7 separate regions of the Mus musculus genome follow, and all the other regions are linked to region 4. Evidence: chromatin contacts called from public Hi-C, HiChIP or PLAC-seq, capture Hi-C and promoter capture Hi-C data. All regions are on one chromosome and are shown on one strand. Each heading gives the region's core, a stretch centred on a gene start, on an enhancer-like site or on the middle of the called end of the contact. The rest is flanking DNA. Distances are from core to core; before and after follow the strand shown. Region 1 has its middle 170 kb from the start of Gm30633. Region 2 has its middle 140 kb from the start of Gm30633. Region 3 holds the start of Ido2 (indoleamine 2,3-dioxygenase 2). Region 4 holds the start of Zmat4 (zinc finger, matrin type 4). Region 5 holds the start of Ido1 (indoleamine 2,3-dioxygenase 1). Region 6 holds the start of 9130214F15Rik (a long non-coding RNA gene). Region 7 has its middle 23 kb from the start of Gm30633.

Evidence for each region. Promoter capture Hi-C pulls out the DNA fragments that hold promoters and counts their contacts. A called contact is a pair of places that touch in the nucleus more often than the background predicts. HiChIP or PLAC-seq counts read pairs in DNA pulled down with a chosen protein or histone mark. Capture Hi-C pulls out chosen DNA fragments and counts their contacts.
Region 1: a Hi-C map of cerebral cortex shows a contact between it and region 4, with 2.4 times the contacts expected there. The contact joins the enhancer-like site here to the promoter of Zmat4 in region 4. A contact is called at or near these places in 5 of 484 Hi-C or Micro-C datasets (cerebellar granule neurons, cerebral cortex, cortical neurons and 1 more), 3 of 115 datasets of contacts at active chromatin or transcription factors (astrocytes, embryonic hindbrain and neural progenitor cells) and 1 of 9 other capture datasets (adipose tissue).
Region 2: an H3K27ac HiChIP or PLAC-seq map of VIP interneurons shows a contact between it and region 4, with 6 times the contacts expected there. The contact joins the enhancer-like site here to the promoter of Zmat4 in region 4. A contact is called at or near these places in 1 of 15 datasets of contacts at CTCF or cohesin (pro-B cells), 5 of 484 Hi-C or Micro-C datasets (cerebellar granule neurons, cortical neurons and embryonic stem cells), 1 of 115 datasets of contacts at active chromatin or transcription factors (VIP interneurons) and 1 of 9 other capture datasets (adipose tissue).
Region 3: a contact with region 4 is called in a capture Hi-C map of embryonic stem cells, with 14 times the contacts expected there. The contact joins the promoter of Ido2 here to the promoter of Zmat4 in region 4. A contact is called at or near these places in 1 of 39 promoter capture datasets (embryonic stem cells), 1 of 115 datasets of contacts at active chromatin or transcription factors (embryonic stem cells) and 1 of 9 other capture datasets (embryonic stem cells).
Region 5: a contact with region 4 is called in a promoter capture Hi-C map of stem cell-derived epiblast-like cells, with 4 times the contacts expected there. The contact joins the promoter of Ido1 here to the promoter of Zmat4 in region 4. A contact is called at or near these places in 5 of 39 promoter capture datasets (embryonic stem cells, hippocampal neurons, liver and 1 more) and 2 of 9 other capture datasets (adipose tissue and pancreatic islet).
Region 6: a contact with region 4 is called in an H3K4me3 HiChIP or PLAC-seq map of craniofacial prominence, with 6 times the contacts expected there. The contact joins the promoter of 9130214F15Rik here to the promoter of Zmat4 in region 4. A contact is called at or near these places in 3 of 115 datasets of contacts at active chromatin or transcription factors (VIP interneurons, craniofacial prominence and embryonic forebrain).
Region 7: a contact with region 4 is called in an H3K27ac HiChIP or PLAC-seq map of embryonic stem cells, with 6 times the contacts expected there. The contact joins the enhancer-like site here to the promoter of Zmat4 in region 4. A contact is called at or near these places in 4 of 39 promoter capture datasets (the C10 cell line, embryonic stem cells and liver), 1 of 484 Hi-C or Micro-C datasets (nephron progenitors), 6 of 115 datasets of contacts at active chromatin or transcription factors (SST interneurons, embryonic basal ganglia, embryonic midbrain and 2 more) and 1 of 9 other capture datasets (embryonic stem cells).

What each region holds. Positions count from the first base shown.
Region 1 is chr8:24,215,333-24,218,639 of GRCm38.p6, forward strand. No RefSeq gene overlaps it. Among named protein-coding and RNA genes, the nearest start is that of Gm30633, 170 kb to the right of the region's middle. Within about 2 kb of position 1,524, at least 27 of the 459 cell types and tissues checked have an H3K27ac peak or open chromatin away from gene starts, as enhancers often do. A contact at or near this core is called in cerebral cortex and cortical neurons, where this site is marked.
Region 2 is chr8:24,236,397-24,239,520 of GRCm38.p6, forward strand. No RefSeq gene overlaps it. Among named protein-coding and RNA genes, the nearest start is that of Gm30633, 140 kb to the right of the region's middle. Within about 2 kb of position 1,570, at least 5 of the 459 cell types and tissues checked have an H3K27ac peak or open chromatin away from gene starts, as enhancers often do. A contact at or near this core is called in VIP interneurons, where this site is marked.
Region 3 is chr8:24,574,197-24,577,759 of GRCm38.p6, forward strand. It overlaps Ido2 (indoleamine 2,3-dioxygenase 2), which reads right to left and starts at 2,137. Exons shown (of 10, transcript NM_145949.2): 1 at 1,954-2,137. The coding sequence starts at 2,052.
Region 4 is chr8:23,668,301-23,671,581 of GRCm38.p6, forward strand. It overlaps Zmat4 (zinc finger, matrin type 4), which reads left to right and starts at 1,361. Exons shown (of 7, transcript NM_177086.4): 1 at 1,361-1,501.
Region 5 is chr8:24,595,675-24,598,991 of GRCm38.p6, forward strand. It overlaps Ido1 (indoleamine 2,3-dioxygenase 1), which reads right to left and starts at 1,278. Exons shown (of 10, transcript NM_008324.2): 1 at 1,167-1,278. The coding sequence starts at 1,265. Gm51565 (a long non-coding RNA gene) reads left to right here. Exons shown (of 2, transcript XR_003947523.1): 1 at 1-346; 2 at 969-1,770.
Region 6 is chr8:24,501,344-24,504,527 of GRCm38.p6, forward strand. It overlaps 9130214F15Rik (a long non-coding RNA gene), which reads left to right and starts at 1,732. Exons shown (of 4, transcript XR_378815.4): 1 at 1,732-1,847.
Region 7 is chr8:24,357,791-24,361,235 of GRCm38.p6, forward strand. No RefSeq gene overlaps it. Among named protein-coding and RNA genes, the nearest start is that of Gm30633, 23 kb to the right of the region's middle. Within about 2 kb of position 1,556, at least 37 of the 459 cell types and tissues checked have an H3K27ac peak or open chromatin away from gene starts, as enhancers often do. A contact at or near this core is called in embryonic stem cells, where this site is marked.

The DNA.
Region 1 (3,307 bases), core at 274-2,773, 550 kb after region 4:
AGATACAACAGGGGTAGGAAAGGAGAAAGAGACAAAAGATTACAGAGAACTGGGTTGGATCTCAGAGTTGCAGGCATCACAGGACAGATAAGAGTGAATACCTCCAGGCTCCAAATGTGGCAGCCACTAGCCTCACTGCCATGGAGCCCAGACCTAGTCCAGCCCGTTACCAGAAAGGAGGTTATTCTGGGTCACCTTCCTTTCATCGAGTCATCTAGAAATGACTTATTTTCAGGCATCTTTGTTAAGATTCAAATGCTGTCATAAAATATCTTCATCACAATAAAAATGCAAAGTGCAGAGCTGTGGTTCTGCACCATGTCACAGAGGGACGCAGAGACATCATTCAAATGTGTTTGGGCCAGTTACTGCACATGCGCTTGCAGGCTGATGGGAAGTTAAAAATAGCACACTCCATTAACAGGGAGAAAAAAGAAAAGAGTCTTCTCCAACTAAGTAAGTGCCTTCTCTTTGTCCTTATTTTATAGACACAAGCCCCCTCCAGATTCTGAGCAAACTTGCATTTTGATTTTCAGCAAGTGTTTGGACCTAGCAGCACACAGCTGCAATGTGAGGCAACCCGGGAAACCGCAAAGACACAAACAGAGCTAGAAGCAGCAGAGAATGAGGCAGCCTTCCCTCCCCCGGACAGCCTGCCATCTCCTTATGATCTTTAAAGATCATATCTATCACGTATCTTTAAGAGGGTGTATTGCCCGGGCTCTCTGGGGTCACAGAGGAGTTTTAATATAAGGATATATGGCAGTATTGGGAAGCAGTAGTAACTGAAACACGTTGTGGTAAGTTCAAGTTGTTAATGATTTGGATTCTGTTTTTAAAATGAGAGCATCTCATTTATATTACAAATGGGGAGCTCAGATCCACACACCCCCTCCCCAGAAGCAAGAGATGTGTTCAGATTTACTCTCTCTCTAGAGGTCTTTAACTCTGGCTTGGGATAGTACTAGACCAACAGAGGCAGGTCTAAGAACTTCAACTGAAGGGACAAGCCCTGGGGATTATGAATTCCAGTTTATCCTGGACAGGTTCAAGGGATGGAAAGGTCATATACTTATATAGTCTGTCTGAAGTTATTTCCTTATCAGGCAATTGGAAATAAAATCATAAACTATAAACTACATCATAAGGTACTAAAATGAGTTCATGTACACACACACACACACACACACACACACACACACACAAATATGTTCCCATGTCAGGAGAGCAAAGAGATATAATCAAACTCTGAGGGTTACATAATAAAATTTGATCATTTTAGGCTAAACACAGTCTGAATTGCTGCCATGTTAGCCCCAAAAATCTATCTTAGAGAGTCCCTACGTGATGAACCTGGCTGTGTTTCAACAGAACTATATCAAAGGCTGGCTCCAGCTTGAGGCCCTTAACTGCCAGGCCTGGGTCAGGGCTCCCACTGTATTCAGCCACCACCACCCCCCTTCTCAACCACCTCTTTTCTGGGTACAGGACTTGTGAGTCAGCCCAGGCCTTATTTTTGGAGCACCAGCTTTTTAAAGCCAAACATAGCTCACTGGAGGGGTTTAAAATACATAGTCATCTGCACAGAGGGGAGGAAAGCTCACAGTACATTTGTAACCAGAGTCACAGCTATCTTCTTGGTGAGTGTGTGTGTGTGTGTGTGTGTGTGTGTGTGTGTGTGCCCGCGCACACGCGCACGTATTTTGGCTCATAACCTATATAGAAATGACACAGGAGAGAGAACGTAGCCGTGGATTTCACTGAACTGTGATATAAGGCTAGGTAGCACCAGAAGCAACACTTCTGCCTCCACCTCTAACTTCTTACCACCCACTCACATTGATTTTTCCCTTGTCACTCTAAGATTATGAAGAAGTTTTGGCAGATCGAGGTGGAAACAGTTGGTGACCTTCCCTCACAGACCTGGCTGTTTGAAGACTTGAAGTCTGCCACGGGTTAGATCTTGTATGTTCCCCAAAGTCCTGAGTGCCCAAGGCTTAGTCCCCAAGCTGGTAGACCAGGAGGTGGTAGAGATATTTGATGTTAATGATGGGTGGACAGTCTTTGGATCACTGAAGGTATGGTCGACCTTGAGGGGAATAGCACACCCTGACTCCCTCTTCATGTTGTCTCTTCTTCCTGGCCAAGAGATGAGAGGGGGTTTCTCCAGTGTGTGCACCTGCCTTGATCAACCACTTCTACACAGCCCCAAAGCATGGGTTAACCTCTGAACTCTTTAGAAGGTTGAACCTCTAAACAGAGAACCTTTTCTCTTTATAAGGTGATGGTCTCGGTCATTTCTTATAGTAACTAAAACCTGACTTACACACAGAGCTACACGTTGAGCATCATCCTGGACATTTAACACGAGGGGGCAAAGGTCATGGACGAACCAGAACATCCATGTGCAATATTTGGTTCATACGTTTTGACCTTTCAAAAATAGTCAAACGAGCTCATTTGCTGCTGTGTTTAACAAACTCAACCAATGTCCTCATGTCCTCAGCCTGAGGAAAGGGACATTCAAGAGTGCCCCAGCTTGCCCTCAGAGTGTACCATGTCTGTCTTGTCCACGCCGGGCCTATTGTTTCACCAGGTCCTTGCCCGAGTGTCATGGAGTCAGTCTTCTTCAAGGAGAGTGACTGCTGGAAGCCGTGTCTGTTAATTTAAACTGAGGAGCAATTTGAATATTCTGGGATGGCTGGGAGACACACAAAACATCTCTGGTGAGTTCTAAAGTCGGGCAGTACTGAATGGATCATCTCTCAGGCCATTGTTTGGTTAATCTGTGAGGAAGCTAGAATTAGTCTTCCTCAGGAGAAAATAATATGAATTTGTACGCAGATTTGAGTATGTTCGCCTTCACGGTGTGCACTGGGGTCACCTTGAGACACAGGAGTCAACATCTACGACAGGCTTGAAAAGAAGGACGCACATGGCCTGGACAGCAACTTCGTCTTGACCTCATAAAGAAGCTGTGCCCTGGGATCAGAGCAACTGTGTTAAAATGCTGAAGACCATGCTTTGGCTCACAGAATAAAGAGCTTAACCATAAACTGCACTCTTACATGGACCACATGATCTTGCTGTAAGAAAAAAAAAAAAAAAACCAACTAGCTCCAGGATGGGCTTGATCCCTGGAGAAAAGTTCAGAGCTGCTTAAGAAAGTACTTTCCTGTCTCAAGGAGCCAGACATTGAGCGTCGTCTTGGACATCAAACACAAGAGTGCAAAGGTCGTGGAGAAGCCAAAACGTCCATCTGCAATATTTGGTTCAAAGGCTTTGCCCTCTCAAAAACAGTCAGCTA
Region 2 (3,124 bases), core at 320-2,819, 570 kb after region 4:
CTTCTTACGTAACAAGTAGAGATCCAGAGCTAGCACCGGACACTTTAAGGCTGTCAGGCTTCTTAGTTTGCTATTCCCCTGTACATGATTATGGCTTACACTCTCCTGCTCAACATGTGGACCATGGTGTCCTGGAAGGAAAAATGGTCTCTACTGTTCTAGAAGGAAGAAGGCAAAGATACAGCAAAGAGGTGCCAAGTGTGGTAGCACACATGTGCTCTTTAACACCAAAGAAATAAGGCAGGAGGGCCAAGAGATTATGGCCACCCTCAGCCATATAATGACTTGAAGGACAACCTTGACTCTAGGAAACCCTTTCTCAAGCCCAGCAGACGAAAAGAAATGGAGAAGTTAAGCAGACTCTGCCTCAGTCTCCCAAATCAGTGGGATTACAGGTACGTACCACCATGCCCAGCTTGCCTTAGAAAGGAGAGATTTACTTGATTTTATTATCTATGTATGAGTGCTTTGCCTTCAAGCATCCCTATGCACCCTGTATATCTGTGCACTGTGCGCACACTTCTGGGAAAGCCAGAGACAGCATCAGACCATCTGAGCCTGAAGCTACAGCCAATTGTGAGCCACCTTGTGGGTGCTGGAATTTTTTTTCTTTACAAGATTTATTTATCTATTATATGTAAGTACACTGTAGCTGTCCTCAGACACTCCAGAAGAGGGCATCAGATTTCATTACGAATGGTTGTGAGCCACCATGTGGTTGCTGGGATTTGAACTCGGGACCTTCGGAAGAGCAGTCGGCGCTCTTAACCGCTGAGCCATCTCGCCAGCCCCAGGGGTGCTGGAATTTAAACCTGCATCTTCCAGAAGAGGAGCAAATGCTCTTAACCACTGAGCAACCTCTTCTGCGTCCCGTTTCCATTTAAGAAAACTTGCAGAAATCTGTTGCCTCGCCAGCATTTGGCTGCATGTGATTGGCCTGGAGTGTGTCACGTGATCACATGAGTCCGCGATCATGAAAAGGCGTTAACTCGATCTTGTTTAGTTTTTAAATCATCACATGGCTGTTCTAAACTAGAATCCAGTTTTATAGTCATTGTGGGTCAGCATCCTAACAGGGAAACAGACTGCAGAGTCAAACTCAGACAATGAGGTGATGAACATCCTTGCACACAGTGGCGTGACCACCAGGATCTCCAAGGGCTGATGCAGTAAAGTGAGGTGGGTGAAAGGGCATACCTTAGGATCCACAGACAGTGATCAATAAGAACCGAGAAGGCCAAGGAGTGGATAGAAAGCATCACTTTGAGCAATCTGTCAGTTTTGACAATGATCCTGAGACATACACAGAAGTAGAGACAGAGAGAAAGGGGACCTACACTTTCTCCCTCATCCTGCCTTCTTTCCGGTCATATGCCAAAACTCCTTCACCATTTGCCAAACCAAGCAGAGGCCAGAGGGCAAATGAACCCCTCTACGGTGCTGATGTGGGCTAGCATCCCGAGGAATATTAGATAACAACCAGGAGGCTTATTTATAGCCACGCGGACAATGATCTGGTAACACTGAGATTTTATGGCATCCCCCATCCTTTCGGCTCTCAACCGATGTTCCCGCTGCTACACACTATTATTCCTGCCCATTTCCCTTCTCTCAGCCAAGTACTTCTCATCTCTCAGTTTAAGATTCATATGCACAGCCAGGCCCTCTTTGTACGTGGAGGCTTTCACAGCGCCCTGCGATATGTCCTCAAGGTGCCCCGATGCAAGCCTCTCGTCACTTTTTTAATGGCCTGTTTAATGGCCACTTTCCTCAGAAGGCTACATACATTGCTGTCTCTGTTATTCCTCAACTGCCCAGTGTAGATAAAGCACCGAGATACTAGACAGTTGGCAAGTGTCCGCTTGGATTTTTTTCATTGCAAAACAGAAATTGCCCATGGCTTGGGAAGCACGCAATAAATGCAGAGATGGTGACAGTATTTCATCTCGGCTTGGAAGAGTATCTATAATGCTCGGAACTGCACCATGAGACACGGACACTGAAGAGCCAGTGCTCCTGCCCTAGAGAAAACAGGGGAGGCATAGGCAGATCCTTTGTGGCTTTCAAGATGGTCATATCCTTTCGCCAAGTCTTCGGAGTGCCTCTAACCCTCATATAACGCCAGTTCACAGCTGGACTGATTTCTCTATGAACCCTGCATCAGCAGAGGGAATTGTTTGGGAGGGATGTAGCACATGCACACAGCACAGGAATGTCTTTTTGTGCACACAAGTGCTCAGGAGATGATAGTGGCAAGGCTTGATCAAAAGGTGCATCCCTCCAGTCCCAGAACACTGGGGGTGGGTGGGGGTGGGGTGTGTGGATGATTCAGGAAGGCTCAGGCATTGCCGTATTTGCATGGTCAAAGCTCAGAGTTGGCAAACTTGTGCCATGTTCTGACTAAGACTAACCAGCATTGGTGTTTGCTTAGGAAACGGCAGGAGGCATTTGCAGGTCACGTGATGCAGAAGAGTGGCTGCTAGTCTGATGAATTCTTTGTTCAACCTATGCTTAGTAGGTATCAAGGGCAGGGGGACGAGTGGTGGCTGTGTTTTTTTCCATATTTTTTAAAATTCCATTGATATCTATGTAATCATGAGCAGATGAGACAATGTGGGTGAGCAAATGTTTATTCTTAATTTGTTCTGGATCTTAACGACAGTGTAGTCGGCCACTGACAGGTATCAAATATATAAAAACAAATGTAAATATATACATTTTTATGATATTCATTCTGCTTTGTACTAGCACTCCGGTACCCTTTCCTAATGTAAACACTGTTGGTCAATCCCTCATTCTCTCTGCAGCCACACTATTTGTTACTTTCTTTTTGTGTGTGTGCAATATTTTTCTTAGAAAATAACTTTTCCTTTCTTATTGGGAACTCAACACATGTATCCAATCAAATATGACCACACCCAACTTTCATTCCCCCACCTCCAACCCCCCCACATCTCCTCAACATATTCTCTTTCCAACTTTGCCTTCTTTTTATAACCCACTCTCCAATTATTGCTGTCTAATATGTGCATGGATGCCACCCTAGAAAAAAGATAATTCTCCTTCCCCCAGTAGCTATTACCAATATCAGGTCAGTATGGGGTGGGGCCTTGAGATCATTTAT
Region 3 (3,563 bases), core at 887-3,386, 910 kb after region 4:
AACCTTTCTAACAAATAGGGGGGAAACTTGATGTTGCTATTGTGTCTTATCTGTATGTCTGCCTGGTCCCAGTATTTACAAAGAGGAAAGCAGCCCAGAAAGCCCCAGAGCTATGGCCTGCCCTGATATTCGTTCCCCTGCTTGGCAGTGTTCTCTTTCCAAACTCAGGACACATGCCCAGTAATGACAAGGGTGTATCTGCCATCAGCCCTTCCTCTCCTGTAAACTTGGAAGGATGGGAATACGCTGGACTGAGACCACACACCCAGAATGGAGTGTGCCTTGTGGTGTTTCGATTAGTTGAGAGTTTGATTGTGTCTCTGTTTTGAGACAGAGTCACAGGATCTAGCTGTGTGTAGTTCAGGCTCAGATCCTCCTACCTTCAAAATACACACACACACACAGAGATAGACAGACAGACAGACAGACAGAGACAGAAAGACAGAAACAGAGAGAGACAGAGAGACAGAAAGACAGAGAGACAGGGAGACAGGGAGAGAGAGACTATGAAAGATCCGTTGACAGTACAGAGGACCCTTTTAGGGAAGCACTCTTAGAATACACACACACACACACACACACACACACACACACACACCCTCAGCAAATCCCCTGAGGGCTCTCGAACCAATTCCGAGAACAAAGGAGAAATCTGACTTTTAATAACTTTACGAGGCACCAGGAAGTCATGTCAGACACTTTAGTTTATAGCAGGGCCTGCGTGACAAGGAGCACAGAGGAGCCGGGAGCCGTCGGCTGCAAGCTATCATGTCAGAGTACAGTCTGCTTCCTAACTGTCCGTGAGAGAGCAGCAGGAAGGCCTGGCTTGATTCAAGCTGTGAGATCTGGCCCTGGTTCTAATGACTAACCCCTAACCTGGACAGCTTGCAGATGTCTATGACCGATGTCGTAGCTGACATCTTTCTGTGGAGAACTTAGTTCTCTTCAATTAGATCCCTCCAGTACCGTTCAACACAAAAGGATCTGCTGTGGGAGTTCAGCTATGGTCCCAGCAGTAAGGAAGTGGAGGCAAGTGGCCAGCCTGGGCTACATAAATCAATATTCTCTGTTTCAAAACAACAAGAGTCTCACTGTGATAGGTGTTTGAGACCCTGATATTTTTAATCACAAGTAAGAGAGGAACTAGGTGAGTTGGTGCTGATCAGCAGTTACCGCGACTGCAACATCGGGTCCCTGGACTTTTAACTCAGTGGCCTTCACCCTCCCTTAGGTACGGTCAGTTTTTAAAAGATGCCAAAAGCATGGGCTTTGCCACTAGCACTTTGCCGGCATATGTCTCCCAAGCCCAGACTACACTTAACAAGAGCAGGTATACTAGAGACTGCTGTGCAGTTGGACTGAAAGTCAGGCCTGCTTGTTTTCCAACATTCCTCACGAGTATCGGAAATTCCCGATAACATCTAATCTTCTTACTGGCTCTAAAAACATTGCAGGTCTCCCATTATCTCTGCTGTCACCAGCAAGTAAGATAAACTGGTTTGCATCAACACAGAAGGCTAAGCCCTTTGGCTGCTTAGGTCTGGGATGCATGGCGAACCTGTCTCCAAAGCAGAGTGGATATACAGTGGGGCCACTCCATTATTCTGTGTCACACCATGTGGTTGTGTGCATGTCCACTCTTTGCTGTAGTTATAGGGTTCTAATTGTCCTTAGGGCATGTCTCCATCCAGTCTCTCCTCTCTGATAGCACCTTTGCTTCTGATTAGTCAGTGCTAACTACCATAGATTTAAGGAAACTTTGGGGGCTGGGGGGAGGGGACCACTGGCTTTGTGCTGTCCCCAGTAGCAGTTGCCTCTGCTCTTCCGGGACTCACAGGACTGTATTCCCACTCTTCCTCCAGCTGGTGACTTATACCGAACCTTCCAATAACCACATAAGGTAAAGACTAACAATCCAGACACATGTGCTGACCAGGACAAGCCAATCCTTACCAGAGGATTTGGAAGGAGAAAGCCATATTCCTCAGAAATGTGGTATCTCCCCAAGGACAACGGCACCTCCAGCGTCATGCTCTGACTTTGAGGCTCCATATTTTCGCGTGAGGTCTCTGCCCCAGAGGAATGCCCAGGCCAGGGAGCTTTCCAGCTGTGTCTTCTGTGTGGTTGTACTTGTGCGGTGCTTCAGCGGTAGGGGAGAACCTTGCCCTGAGGTTGAACTCCAGGATGGCCGCAAATTTATTCTGAAAGAAAGCCAAGTAGTAAGTCAACAATGAAGATTAGGAATTAAAATGCTGACTCCAAGAGAAGCCCCCACCCCCTTTCCCTTCTCATTCATAAAGTATGAGAAAGGGGCTGTTAAATCCAGGGACAAAGTGGGAGACACGAACTTAACTCTCAGCTATGGCTGTGCAGATCCATACTCAACATGAGTTTGGTTCCTGAGGGATTCTGACAGTGTATCAAAATGACTAAACTAGGAGTCAGTTTTATTGGCTTGTTTGTTTGTTTGTTTTTGGTTTGTTGTTGTTTTTTCGAGACAGGGTTTCTCTTTATTGGCTTTTTATCTTTGAAAATGTATTTATTTGCTGAAATTAAAATGTATTTATATCATTCTTCCCTTTCATCTCTCCAAATTCCCATCTTCTTTCCTTCCTTCCTTCCTTCCTTCCTTCCTTCCTTCCTTCCTTCCTTCCTTCCTTCCTTCCTTCCTTCCTAACTTCTTTCCTTCCTTTCAAATTCATGGCCTCTTTTTCTTTGTTATCATTACATATATATGTATTGTTAGCATCAGAAACTGCTTTACAACCAGCCTCGGAATCCAGCTATGACATCATCCCTAAGCGACAAGGACCCTCTTGGGTCTGTTGCCATGGCAACCACCATACACTCCAGGCAGGCCTATGCTTCACCTGTGCGCATCATTCATCATTCATTACCTGGCATCTATGTCATGGCACAAATAAAAGACTGAGACCGCGACCCTTCACCCCCTTTTCCTCTTTCTCCTCTTCTTCACTTTCTTCCCCCATCCAAAAAAATCGCTCCTCGTGGAACTGTGCTGGCCCGGCATGATCTGTCTGGAAACGAGCTGCCTTCTAACTAACACATATAAATATAGGAGTACAGTCTTCTCAGTCTGTTTGGTGTTATTTGTATATATAAGATCTCAGGGCTGACAAGTTGACATTTGTATACAATGAAGTTACAGTAAAGACATTGCCAATATGACCTCTCTATGGTATGATGAAGGGGAAGGTTTCTTTTTCTTGCTTTTGCTTTATGTTTTTTCTTTTTCTTTCTTTCTTTTTTCAGATATGAGAGGGAAAATATCCAAAGGCATCTGGAAGAGTTTGGAGCAGAAAAAGAAAATAAAAATAAAAATAAAAATAAAGGCAGACTGAACATGGCCAGCAGACTGGGCATGGCCAGGGCTGTCTGTAAGAGAGCAGAGATGACTGGAGATAGAGAGCAGAGAGCGGGCATAGTGAACAGGAGCAAAGAGTGGTGAGATTAGCTGGGTTATAAGGACGAGCAGCTGGGGGAAGAGAAGCCCGTGAGCTGGAGGAGGTAGAAGGTAGAGGAGGAGGTGGGAAGGGCTGGGG
Region 4 (3,281 bases), core at 111-2,610:
ACACAGCGGGCAGGTATTGCTAAGCTCTGCCCATGAGCTGCCCTCTGCCTTGAAACTAGATTTTCTAAGACTTTTCTTTCAGAGGTTCTCCTTAATCATTTTTCATAACAGAGTCTATATCACATCTTTCTACACGGTGAACAGACGTGAAAGTGGAAAAGAGTAAAACCCTTCTTACTTCTGAGAGTGAAGCTGAACATTTACCAGATGTAGGAGGAAGGTCGGCTCTTTCTTCTTCTTCTTCTTCTTCTTCTTCTTCTTCTTCTTCTTCTTCTTCTTCTTCTTCTTCTTCTTCTTCTTCTTCTTCTTCTTCTTCTTCTTCTTCTCCTTCTCCTCCTCCTCCTCCTCCTCCTCCTCCTCCTCCTCCTCCTCCATCCTCCTCCTCCCTCCTCCTTCTTCCTTCTCTTCCTCCTTCTCTTCCTTCTCCTCCTTCCCTTTTGGCTGATAATTTGTGAGACTGCAATTAACAGAAGGAAGTAGGATAGAATAATGAAACAAACAAACAAACAAACACCAGGCTCATGGCAGGTGCTTAGATCCAACGTGCCTGCTCATTTGGGCCTCCCCTGGTGACCCCTGGTGAGACATCCCAGACTTTTGTGGACTTTGGAAACAGCTCCTTCCAGACCTCAGGTAGAGTTCCAAGGGAACTTGGGACCTCGGGTTGGGGCAGTTTGTCGACCTTTAGGGAAAAGGATTAGGCACACGAACAAGACAAAGCATATAATATGCCCCCTGAACAATTTGAAATGACCTTCAGATGACCTCCAAGGTGTAAAAGCATCGTTCTGTTTTTTCAGCCCTGAACCTTGTTCTGCTTTCTGGAGCCTTCTGACACTAACAGAAACCCCCCATTATGATTCCCACAAGCCTCAGGAATATTTATCAACAAGGGGGAGAAATGAGGAAATAAGGCCAGATAATTGTTGCAATGGGCTTTGTTTTGTGGAAGTTAAAATGCTGGACTAAGAACCTCAGTTCATATTCTCTCTCTCTCTCTCTCTCTCTCTCTCTCTCTCTCTCTCTCTCTCTCTCTCTTCCTCTCTCTCTTTCTCCTCGCACCTCCCACCCCGGTCTCTTTCTCGCCCACCCCCACCTTTTTCGACTGTCCTCCCCTCCCTTCTCTGGACTCCCAGTTCTGCCCCCCCTCCCCCCTCGACACCTGGCGGGAGGAGAACCTTACAGGTTGTCAATGAAACATGGAATTATTTCCTTTGATGGCTTAGATAATAGTAGAAGCCAAAGCAATGAGTGAGGTCGGCCGAGACCAATGCAGTCCTGCCCGGGACTGGAGAGCCAATCACAAGAGCAGGAGGCGGGGCGTCGGCGCCAGCAGATAATTGCTAAGTGCATCGCTAGCACAGTTGGTCCGAGCTGCTGAAAGGTCTGGTCGCAGAGACAGGAACGCAGCATCCTCAGCGTGCTCCATCCCGGCAGTGTCTTCCTGCGCTCCGCCGGGCGGCGAGCCTCCGGACGACAGCCCCTCTGCTTCTCGGAGAAGGTACCTTTATCTGTGTCCCGGGAGAGGGGGCTGCTTCCGCTCTGTTTTCGCTCGGGCTTGCAGTTAGCACAGGTGGAGGATTGCAGAGAGAAGAGAAAAGTTTAAGGGGAGGAAAGGTGGCCAAGGCGGAGACCCACTGTCTTTTGTTGGGAGGAAAACAAACCTACAATTTGGGAAAACTTCTGCACCGCCAAGAGCAAGGCTTGTTTACTACTCTTAATTAGCTGCGCTCAGGTTCATGGAAATGGGTCTGATTTGGGGCTAGAGGACCTGCAGGGTTATGTGTAGACTTAGGTTTGCTGGGTGATGAGGCTGGACCCCGGATTGGCCGCTTCCTGGGCCAGAATGATGCTGTGACCATATCCATGAGCTGGCTCCAGAAGCAAGCTTGGTTTGATTGGATTTTCTGCCATCGGGTCTGCCCTATCCGCTATACCTTGACCTGCCTTGCTCAAACTACTGTGACCTTCAATTCCTGTCCGTCCTCAAACTTTTCTCAGCTTCTCCTGGGCTACTTTTGCCCTCTCCATCTCCATCGGTCTTCACTGGTGAAAACAGAAATGTCGTAGGGTGTAGGAGCCTGTCCTGTTTGACCCTGTGAGCATCTATCTGCGCATCACCCAACTTAGTGAAAAAGAAACCCTTGCCGTTGACAAAGAAAGTACTTCCTTGATCAGCTCCTGAACACCCTGGAACACTTTCTTGATTTGTTGTGTCCCGAAAAACATCAGGGATGGAGCTGAATTTTATCCCGGGGTGCTTTACACTCCCATCAAAGAGAGGCCCAGGTCTGAGGTCCTGGCCACTCTGAAAGAGAGGCTGGTGGGAGGGGAAGCCACTGGCTGCTAGTCAGCTTAGGTGCTCAGGTGCATCTGTTCAGGTAGATGGTGCTGCAGTCTCTGTCCACACTGCTTCTGATAGTTGATCTTCAAGTAGAAACGCTCACCGTGGCCCTTGGTTGGTTCTTTAACATTCCACATTGTTGGGACTACAAGGGACTCGCTTGCACCGAGACACACTTCCCACCCTGGAGACTGAGGTCAATCCTCTCTGTCAACTTTTGCTACAGGGCAGTGCAAGGTAAGTGGCCACTGAGAAAGTGGCTGTCCCCAGTGGGGGTGAAGGTGACGGACGTGGCCTTGGACTCCCTGCTTTAACACACAGGTAGTTCCCCGGTTTTGTGCCTGTCGACATAAGGCATGCAGTGGTGTGACATACCCGTGACATCCTCTGGAGTTTCCAGTCTCCAGGTGATATCACAAGTCCTTGGCATTTGGCGCATGCCCGGGGTTCAGGTGCATTTCCTCCGTTCGATTTCTGTCCCAGACTTAAACCGTTGTGGGAGTTCTGATAAGATTGTTCTGGAAGAGGTTCTCAGCAGTGCCTCACACACCCCTGTGACACTTATCCCCCCCCCCCCAACCCCATCCCGGCCTCTGAGGTGTGACAGCCTTTGATTCTTCTGCTCCGTGAGTCATTCCTGCTTACGAGCCCTATTTTCTTCACTACCACACACAACAGGTTCTCCTTCGCATCCTTAGAAAACTGTTTTTGGGTGGGAGCTGTGATTATGGAAGTTCTACTCCCAATGGTTGGAGAAATAGCTGTCTGTCTAGCTGTCCGTGGTTACAGTTGGTTAGGATGTACACACGTTAGTTAGAAGCAGCAAGATACGCCCCAAGCTCTGTATAGCATGGCTCCTACTATCCAAGGTCCCTGAGTGGAGCTCCAGCTCCACTTTTCTAGGCTGTTGGGGGCAGATTTAAAGGCCTTCCCTGCC
Region 5 (3,317 bases), core at 28-2,527, 930 kb after region 4:
CTGAGGCTGCATGCTAAACTGTAGTCCCGCCCCAAGCAGCAAGCCACTGGATTGGATGGGAGCTGCGCAGGATGCTCCTCGTGAGCACTGCGGGGTGCATGCTTCAGATCGCTCCCGGCTGGGCGAGCTGATACAGGCTCGCTGCTACCCTTAATTCTGCAGTGTACCCGTGCCTCGCCTTCCCGGGAACTGCCTTGGTTTTCCATATCTGATCCCAGTCTCTAGCCCACTGCCCCTAGATCTGTGCCTTCCTGGCTCCATGGCTCTTTGCGTCTGGGTCCTAGAGTCACCCGAGCTCAAAACGTGCGACTGACTACTTACTCTGTTCGGGTCTTAGTGAGACTAGGTGAGCATGGGGCACCTCTAAACGAGTATTTTGCTTCTTTGCTATTTTCCGTAAGTGTTGATAATGAAGATGTGAATGATAAATTGGTATGCGTGGCGTTTTTGCAGTCCAATTTAATGACATAATTTTTGTTTGTTCAGTGCGTTCTCAGCTTTTGTTTTATTTAAGACTGTCTGGCCTTGAATTTGAGGCTATGCCCCTGCCTCTGACTCCTGGGTGATGGAACTATAGTTGTTTCCCACTGTACCTGGTTGAGACACGAGGCATTTCCCCCACATGCACCGCACTTGGATTCCAAAACTTGCACAAAAGCACAATCAAGGTTGTTCATACCTTCCTTTGGATTATGCTTGGCAAACCACAAGCATTATTAGTATGAAACAAAAGTTGCTTGATCTATCATCTCATATACTGAAATCAGTGAGGAGCACAGATCGATCCATTTGATAAGGTTCAGAAGAGAAATGTTTCTATGGCTCTGGGCATTTGAATGTTGCTGTTTCAGGACACCGTGCTGGAAAAGTCATTGTGACAAACTGGCTTCCCTTCTATGAGCCCGTTTCCTTCACGAAACTAAAAAGACTTCTCATGTGCCCCTTCCCTCACCACTTCACATTTCCAGGTTAAGAAAGTAAGGGCTGGATTTTGAGGAAGAAGAAGAAGAAGAAACACTGAAGAGCAGCCAGGCTCCCTTTTTGTAAGTGGGCTCTGAATTTGACATCACTCATTCGCTTAAGAGAACCTGAGACAGAGCTGCTTACTTAGAAATTCATCTGTCGAGATAAATAATGAGGACAAAGCAGATTTTCACTTTTCTTACCAGTGGATGTGGTAGAGCAAAGCCCACATCTTCATCTATGTGGTGGTCTTCAAGGATCCTTCTAGAACCTTCTGTAGGAGATATTTTACTGAGTGCCATTGCTGTCTACTCCACTGACCCCCCACTTGGCCACTGAAGGAATGTCCCAGCATCTCTTATAGGGTTTAGCCAAACCCCACAGCTGACACGTAATACTCGGGGAGAAGTGGCTTCCACCTGGGACAGTTTCATTTTCTGTTTTATGTATTTGCAATTTGATAAACAACCAAACCACAAAGGATCTCTCTTCGTCATATGAAGAAACTAAACATTTGTGTTTCTTATCAGATTTATCCCATAAGGACATCAACTGTTGGCTCTGATGGCCTCAGCTTCCCAGTGCCAATTATGGTGACCGAGTGCACACTCAGGCCTCGGCCCTGGAAACCACCCCATCAGTGGTTTGGGTGGCCACCTGTTACCCCAGCAGGAGGATTGGGTGTTCAAGCCACAAAGTGCCCAACTCACATGACAAGAACCATGAGGACAGGTGACCAGGAGAATGCATTTTGCTTTAGAAAACGTTCAGAGTTTGGGTTTAAAATAAAGACAGCCGAACTAGCAATAGCTGTCCGTTATTGGCTTTCACACGAGGGAACTTATGTCCTGTTTTAAATGTCAGTGTTTTGTCTCTCCAGCTCTGAAACACAACCTGGGACACACAGGAGAGTCAGCCTCAGAAGTAGCACAGAGGGGGATCATCACCAGACCCTTCCCCCTAGTTTTCTTCCCTAGGTTCTTGTCTGTGCTAAGGCTAATGGAGGGTTCACTTCTTCACATGATTTGTAAGCCATATCTTGGAAGGTGGTCCACCTTTCCTACTCTATCTGGCTGCCAGGGACCGACTCCTGACAAGCTCTCAGCCCTGCCCACCTGGAGATTCTCTAATGTGTTCAAAAGTAAAGAGCAGCGTCAAATAACTAAAAACATTCCTTGCAATACAAAATTGAGACTCTGGTAAAGGTGTACAGAGAACTCCTAAGTTTATGTCCACTTTGATGAAATGGATTTTGGGTTTGTTGTTGTTTTGTTTTGTATGGGTTTTTAATTAATTAATTAATTAATTAATTAATTTTAAGAAAGTGCCTCGCCAATTTGTAAAACACATGAAACTGAAGAAGAACGAAGACCAAAGTGTGGACACTTTGCCCCTTCTTAGAATTGGAAACAATCACCCATAAAAGGAGTTACAGAGACAAAGTTTGGAGGTGAGACAAAAGGATGGACCATCTAGAGACTGCCATATCCAGGGATCCATCCCATAATTAGTCTCCAAACGATGACACCATTGCATACACTAGCAAGCATTTGCTGAAAGGACCCTGATATAGCTGTCTCTTGTGAGACTAGGCCGGGGCCTAGCAAACACATAAGTGGATGCTCACAGTCAGCTATTGGATGGATCACAGGGCTCCCAATGGATGAGCTAGAGAAAGTATCCAAGGAGCTAAAGAGATCTGCAACCCTGTAGGTGCAACAACATTATGAACTAACCAGTACCCCGGAGCTCTTGACTTTAGCTGCATATGTATCAAAAGATGGCCTAGTCAGCCATCACTGGAAAGAGAGGCCCATTGGACAGGCAAACTTTATATGCCCCAGTACAGGGGAACGCCAGGGCCAAAAAGTGGTAATGGGTGGGTAGGGGAGTGGGGGGGAGGGTGTGGGGGACTGTTGGGATAGCATTGGAAATGTAATTGAGGAAAATACGTAATAAAATATATATATTTTTATATATATATAAAAGAAAGTGTCTCGCTCTGTAGAGCCATGACTTGTTCTTGTGAAATACCGAACCAAACCAGAAACCACATCATCCCTTTTGATGACCAGAAAGGGTTAAAAAAATCGTATAGCACATTAAAAGACAATGTGCAGGCTTATCAAACAGACCATTAGCTCTTGAAGCAAATTAATGAACCATGGCTCTGGAACAGGTCTAGAGCAGCTCTGACATTGTTAGTTTATGATGGCTTTTCTTTGAACAGTCAGGTTTCCAAGAATATGTGCTCCTTATAAAAAACAATGGCAGGGAAAATCGAAACCAAAAATAACCCAGCAGAGAGGGTGCAATGAGTCAAGCCTTTGTAAACTGAGTGACAGATGGGGCTG
Region 6 (3,184 bases), core at 482-2,981, 830 kb after region 4:
GAAAGGGTTTATTCAGCTTACACTTCCATACTGCTGTTCATCACCAAAGGAAGTCAGGACTGGAACTCAAGCAGGGCAGGAAGCAGGAGCTGATGCAGAGGCCAAGGAGGGATGTTACTTACTGGCTCCTTCCCCTGGCTTGCTCAGCTTTCTCTTTTGTAGAACTCAAGACTGCCAGCCCAGAGATCACCCACAGGGGCCCTTCCACCCTTGATCACTAATTGAGAAAATGCCTTACAGCTGGATCTCACGGAGGCATTTCCTCAAGGGAGGCTCCTTTCTCTGTGATAACTCCATCTTGGGTCAAGTTGACACACAAAACCCAGTCAGTACTGTGAGAAGCATAGGTTTTGGATTTACCCCATAGCTGTCGTTAATTTCTGCATTATTTATTTCCATACGCAAGCTGTTGTTCTTTTGACCACTGTGATATCCTTTACCTGGCTTCTTTATCAGAGTAGCATGCATCTCTATGTCCCATGCCACCTCTAGCTCAGCCAGTCTGACCCTTAAGAATCTCTAAACAGTGTGACCTGGAGGTAGCGCTTGCTGGCCCCCTACCATAGTTTGTCCTTGAGACAAGTCCTGGAAAAGACTATCATTTCCTGATTCTGAGACTCCACCTCTTAGAGAGTGTGGAACACAACAAAACTGAATTAGTTTTGTTTTCTTTTTTTCAGGCCAAGGTCTTGCTCTATGTCATGCGTCTTCCATTAATTCTATTTCCAATAATAATAATAATAATAATAATAATAATAATACTGTTTTATGTACCGAACCCTTTTACATGTTAAGCAGTTGGTGTGTGATTGATTCATGAGCTTCTACTGTCCATGTCTGACAAGTGAGTGGGAGAGAGAAAGAGAGAGAGAGAAAGAGAAAGAGAGAGAGTCATAGCTTCTTCCTACCTCTAAAGGTGACTGAACGTTTGGTCTGTGGGTCACATGATTGGCTTTTAATGCAGAACAATCTGACACAACACTGACCCTTGATGTTTAATACTCTTTAGTCTCTAGATCATGGTGCAGAAGTCCCCACGCCATGCTACATGCCAAAGAGATGTAAAAAGGTTTAGCCCTCTATGATACAACCTGTGCACCCCTGATGCAAAAAGAAGTCAGGGCCTCCTGGGGAGGGGAGGTGACTGAACTTGCCTTTTGGTCCGAGTCTGAAGCTATGATCCCAGGAATTCCACCCCTAGAGGGGCTACACCTCATTTTAGACTCCTCCCCTTGTCCACTGGAAACTACTGAGGGAGACAGGTGACATTTACTGCCTCTGCTGACATGTGTCCCCGCTTGTGTACAGGAGCCTTGGTTTTAGGGCTTTTCAGAACCCATGTCACAGAATTTACCTGTCCTGAAACCAAAAACTCACCGGTGTGAAGAATCACAGAGCTGAGTCCCTCAGGGGCACTTCCCAAATGCAAGCATCTGGAAGAAGGGTACCACATCCCTGAGAGCTTTCTACATAGAGGAGAGACCAGCCACTCTCTAAGGACCTGTCAACTCCTGAATCGTTCTTGTCACCCATACCTGAAGGTGTGATTTTGATTTTTTTTTCCCGCCCCCAAGTTTGAAATCTGAACGGTCAAGTGGCCAAATGCCTTTGTTTTGAGAGGTGACTTCTCTGTGTGGTCCGATGCCCGCTCACCAGGCTTCTCCCCTCAGAGACTGAGAGGAATTGCACCGTCCCTCTGGGCAACCATCCTGGCTGGAGGGCTGGCTCTCCTTAGGTAATGCAGTTTGTGTTTTGTCAGTCAAGTTGGAGGACAAGTAGCAGCTGGGATCGCGCCTCACTCTGCAGAAGATGGAAGACGTGAGGAGGAATGCGCAGTTACATTTCCGGTAAAATAGAGAAGAGACTGCAGAGAGATGGGTAAGGGAGGGGGGTGGGGGTGGGAGCAGGAGGGGGAGGGGTGTTTGTTTAAGAAAGCTGAAGCTGAACACATGGAGCAGCCACAAAGGCAAGGATGGGAGATGATCTCACAGTTCAGTGGTCGGCCTCTGCCTCTGCATCCAAAGCCGAGAGGCTTGGGTAGTCTATGAGGCATTTTTTTTTTTTTTTTGAACTGTGCAGCCCTGAGATGAGGCCATGACCTCAGGTCACAGAGTCAGCCATTGCCTGTCGACAGGGCAATGCCATTCCCTTGGAGGCCCAAGTATTTCTAAATAGCATAGTAGTTGTCTAGAAAATGAACAGTCCCCATTTTTCACAGGGCTTAAGTTTTCATGTATTGCACATTACATTATTTTCATTTAGTTTGTTTTCTAAGTTTGTTTGTTTGTTTTAATTGCTGTTTTGCACAGGACCTCACTATGTAACCCAAGCCGGCTTTGAGCTCACTAGTCTTTTCATCTTTCTGCCCCAGTCTCCCAAGTGCTAAGAGTACTGGCGTTCTCCATCACACCCAGCCGGTGTAAATTACACTTAATCAACACATCCCAATTGTTTATATTCACGTGATTCAGTGTGGCATTTGCATACATGTTAGACAGTGTGCACTACTGAAGTCCAACCTCCTTTTAACCATCTCTCCCAATCTCTACTAACTACTGTGCTATATTTAGGCTGAGATTTTTTTTTAACTTCCGAATATGAGAGAGAACACGTTGATATTTGTCTCTCTGAAAGTGGCTAGCTTTTCTTAACGCGCCGGCGTCCTCTGGTCCCATCCATTTTGCATGGGAGTGACAAGATTTCATTCTTTGTGGCTGAATAAAACACCACCGTGTCCCTATAACATTTTCTTTATCCATCTGGGTGGGAGTGGGAGTCTTAATGCCAGAGCAATATACTCAGCAGATGCCTAAGATAGTACAGCTCACCGTATATATTTCTGCAGTTCTTCAAAATCCTTTAGAACTCTGCTTTGTCACTACCCGCTCTGGGTAGCTTTTCTTGTCCTGTGTCTAGATAATGGCCCCGTGTGTGTTTCTCGACAGCCCTGTCTTTCCTGTACGGCATTTGATAGACTTCATTAAACCGGCCTGCATGGCGATTGTTTGCTTATATTCCCCTCAAGAGTTGCTGCCACTTGCTGAAAAGGGGCTACGCCAGCTCTCCTATACAGCTTGGCACAAAGCCTGACTTAACTAAGGCATTTAATGACAGTGAATGGGTAAATAAAACAGTTCATAACAACACTTGGGCTTACGTAAATATCTGCACCTTCTTCATCGGC
Region 7 (3,445 bases), core at 306-2,805, 690 kb after region 4:
AGCTGAACAAAATAGGGCTTCCATTTGAATAACCCAGCACAGTACAGAAACCTAATCAATGCATTCTGCAACTGTGCATTGTCCTCTTGGGTTGAAGGCCTGGGGCCACTTCCTTAAGAAGCCCTCACCCTTCCTACCCTTATGGGCCTTCATGCCAAAGCACTACTTTGTTCTCTCACCTACCCCCTCTCTACTTAAATAAAAATATCTCCAGGAGGCACCTCTAAGGGAAGGGCAGCCATGCAATTCCAGACACACAAGCTCTAGGTGAGCAAAGCTTTTACTGCCACTCAAAGTTAGCAGTGCCATCCTTGTTCTGTAATCCTCTGCACTGGCTAGCACTGCACATAGACTTCTGTGAGGTGTAACTACTTGGAACTGGACCTAGGGAAGAAAAGCAAGAGGCAAATACCCTACCCCTGATCCTTTTCTCCCTCCCCACAAAAACAAACCTTCCACATGCTTGAGTTCCTCACGAAGGAGCCTAGAATATGCGCTAACTCTTCCACCTCCAGGGTCATGGTACCTGAAAAAGCATCTCACTTCCTTCCAACCAGGCACTGTCTCTGGTGTATTGGTTTTCAAGTAGCCATACCTGTTATGAAATATAATGTAACAGATCTGGTTGGTGTAAGAGGGTTTATTTGGGGGAAGGGAGGAGGTGAAAACTGGAGAAGGGTTAGAGGCAGATGAGTAGATATGTGGACAGGCAGACAGACAGGAGCAGAGCCTTGAGAGCAGAGTCGGGGGGGGGGGGAACAGAGGACAACAGAAATGGGGAGAGGGAGACTGGCTGGGGACAACAGAGAGAGAGCTAGGGTAGCTAGCAGTCCACATCTGGCTCACTTGGCCTCAGCAGTGGCAGGTGATAAGGTAAGCAATTGCCAGGTCCCCAAGGGCAAGCCAGCAGAATCATGTGTATGCTAACAATACCCCAGAGCCAGTAACAGAAGGCCTGAAAATCGTTTTGTATATTAACTATCATGCAAACATTTGAGAAACTTAAGTGTCCTGGTAGATGCAGAGACATCTTCATTGTCGGGCTCTGTTGTTAATATAATCTGGCGTGTAACTCAGGAAATGTTTCTTAAGCATTTATTATCTGTGTAAGAGGCAAAAATAATTCACTTCTACTCTGAATTCTTAACCAGGACCTTCTGCAACAAAGGACCGATTGAAGTGGGGAAAAATAGAGAAAGAGAGAAGTTTGTCGACAGGATAGCTCACATGTACACAATACAGAAGAGTGGGGAGGGGGAGTATATAGACTAACATGTGAAGGAATCCATGAAAATCTGTGGGCCCTCCCCACCAAGGCTCACATTAACAGCACTCTGGTAGAAAGCCTGCATTGTACAGATCCAGACCAGTCCAGCCCAGCCCAGCCCAGCCCAGCCCAGCTCACCTCAGCCCAGCCCAGCTCACCTCAGCCCAGCCCAGCCCAGCCCAGCCCAGCCCAGCCCAGCCCAGCCCAGCCCAGCCCAGCCCAGCCCAGCCCAGCCCAGTGCAGTGCAGTGTCTGGTTGCTTCTTAACCTCTCCAGCCCAGTTCCTTTGTTTCTCTCACTATCCATATGCTTCAGGTCTAATTCTTGTTTCTGACAAGACCCTGGAAATCCCAGTGGGTGTCCTCCATACCCAATCCTTGCTTGTGACACTAGAAGATGAACAGAAAAAAAGAGAGATTTAAAAGAGGTGGCTTGAGAACCAAGTTTAGATATCTCCAGCTGAAGCCAAAGTGAAAGGAATTTAAGGTATTTAAAGTATTGCTCAAAGGGAGACAACAGGGGAAAGCTCAGAGATTAAGGGTCAGGTTGTTTCCTAGATTGAAACCCTGCACTAAATCCTTCTCCTCTTGTGATTCATAGTTTCTCTAATGCAGAAAAGACTCATTCCTTATATCCTTGAAAAAAGGAACTTCTGCTCTATCTTTTAACTTTCCCTGTCTTTGCTTTTATTAAAACAATCAGTTTTGAGCAGGGGTATGGCTGAATCATATATCGCTTAGCATGTCTAAGGATCTGAATTTAACTCCCAGCCTTCCAAAGCCATCTACCAAATATTCAAGTAGAGAAAGATAACTCAAAATAATTTCAATACACAGGAAAAATGGGTCGATAGGTAGAGCCTGAGTAGTTTCCGATGGGTGAGGGGCCCTGAAAATTCTACAGCCTACCAAGCCACCATGGCCAGTTCCTGTCTCAAGTTTGAAGAGTGAAATTCAAAGACAACAAGAGAACAAGCTTATACAAGAGATTGTTCTAGAACTGAAGAGAGAATATAGCTGTAGTGAGAGTTTGGGTTTCTTTAAAAACACAGTTATGTTACATGACTATGTTTTTGTTTGAATCCCAAGTGTGGGATAAGAAGCGGGGTCATAGAAGGTGATTATGATTTGCCTCATGCACTAGCGGGGGTGTGATATTTGCCAGGGGCAGAGAGTCTAATTCTGGGGATTCTGGAGAAGGTATAAGTGGGAGAGTCCTGAGAGGGGCTAGAGTGACTGCTGCTCCCTCTGCTGCTGTCCTATCTGCTGTCACCCAGCTGCTGCTGCTGGTTTGCTTTTGTATTTGTTATTGCTGGATTGCTGGTTTTCTGGATATTCTGGATATTCTGACTATAAACATTGTACTTTCCCCTAAGGAACCTAGTGTTTCTTATCAGCAGGAAGTAGCTTATAGAAGCCTATGCCCCCTTTCCCCTCTAACCTTCTTTCTCTCCTACCTAGTATTGGGAGGTTAGAAAGGATTGGCGCGGAGAAAGGGGAAGAGAGTTAAAGGTATAAGAACACAATAAAATGGCTTTAAAAATTGCACCAACACAGAGCTGCTATATAGCATGAGTGGTGCTTTAGAAATGGGATACCATTGAAACCAACAGACTAAATAGGAGATAAACACAGACACCCAGTGTATTAACAGACAAATGTGATCTATGTGTACATATGAAATTCAGAGGAAGGCTAGAATGCTAAAATACCTTTATTCACAGAAGAGAAGGAAATGGGTACATGTATAGATTGTTCCTGGAAGGTGGGGGGTGGGGGGGATCTGGAGAGAGAAATTGGCTTGTAAAATGATGTTCTTTGGTGTACTGGTTAGTTTTGTGTCAACTTGATACAGCTGGAGTTATCACAGAGAAAGGAGCTTCAGTTGAGGAAATGCCTCCATGAGATCCAACTGTAAGGCATTTTCTCAATTAGTGATCAAGGGGGAAAGGCCCCTTGTGGATGGGACCATCTCTGGGCTGGTAGTCTTGGTTCTATAAGAGAGCAGGCTGAGCAAGCCAGGGGAGGCAAGTCAGTAAGGAACATCCCTCCATGGCCTCTGCATCAGCTCCTGCTTCCTGACTTGCTTGAGTTCCAGTCCTGACTTCCTTGGTGATGAACAGCAATGTGGAAATGTAAGCTGAATAAACCCTTTCCTCCCTAACTTGCTTCTTGGTCAT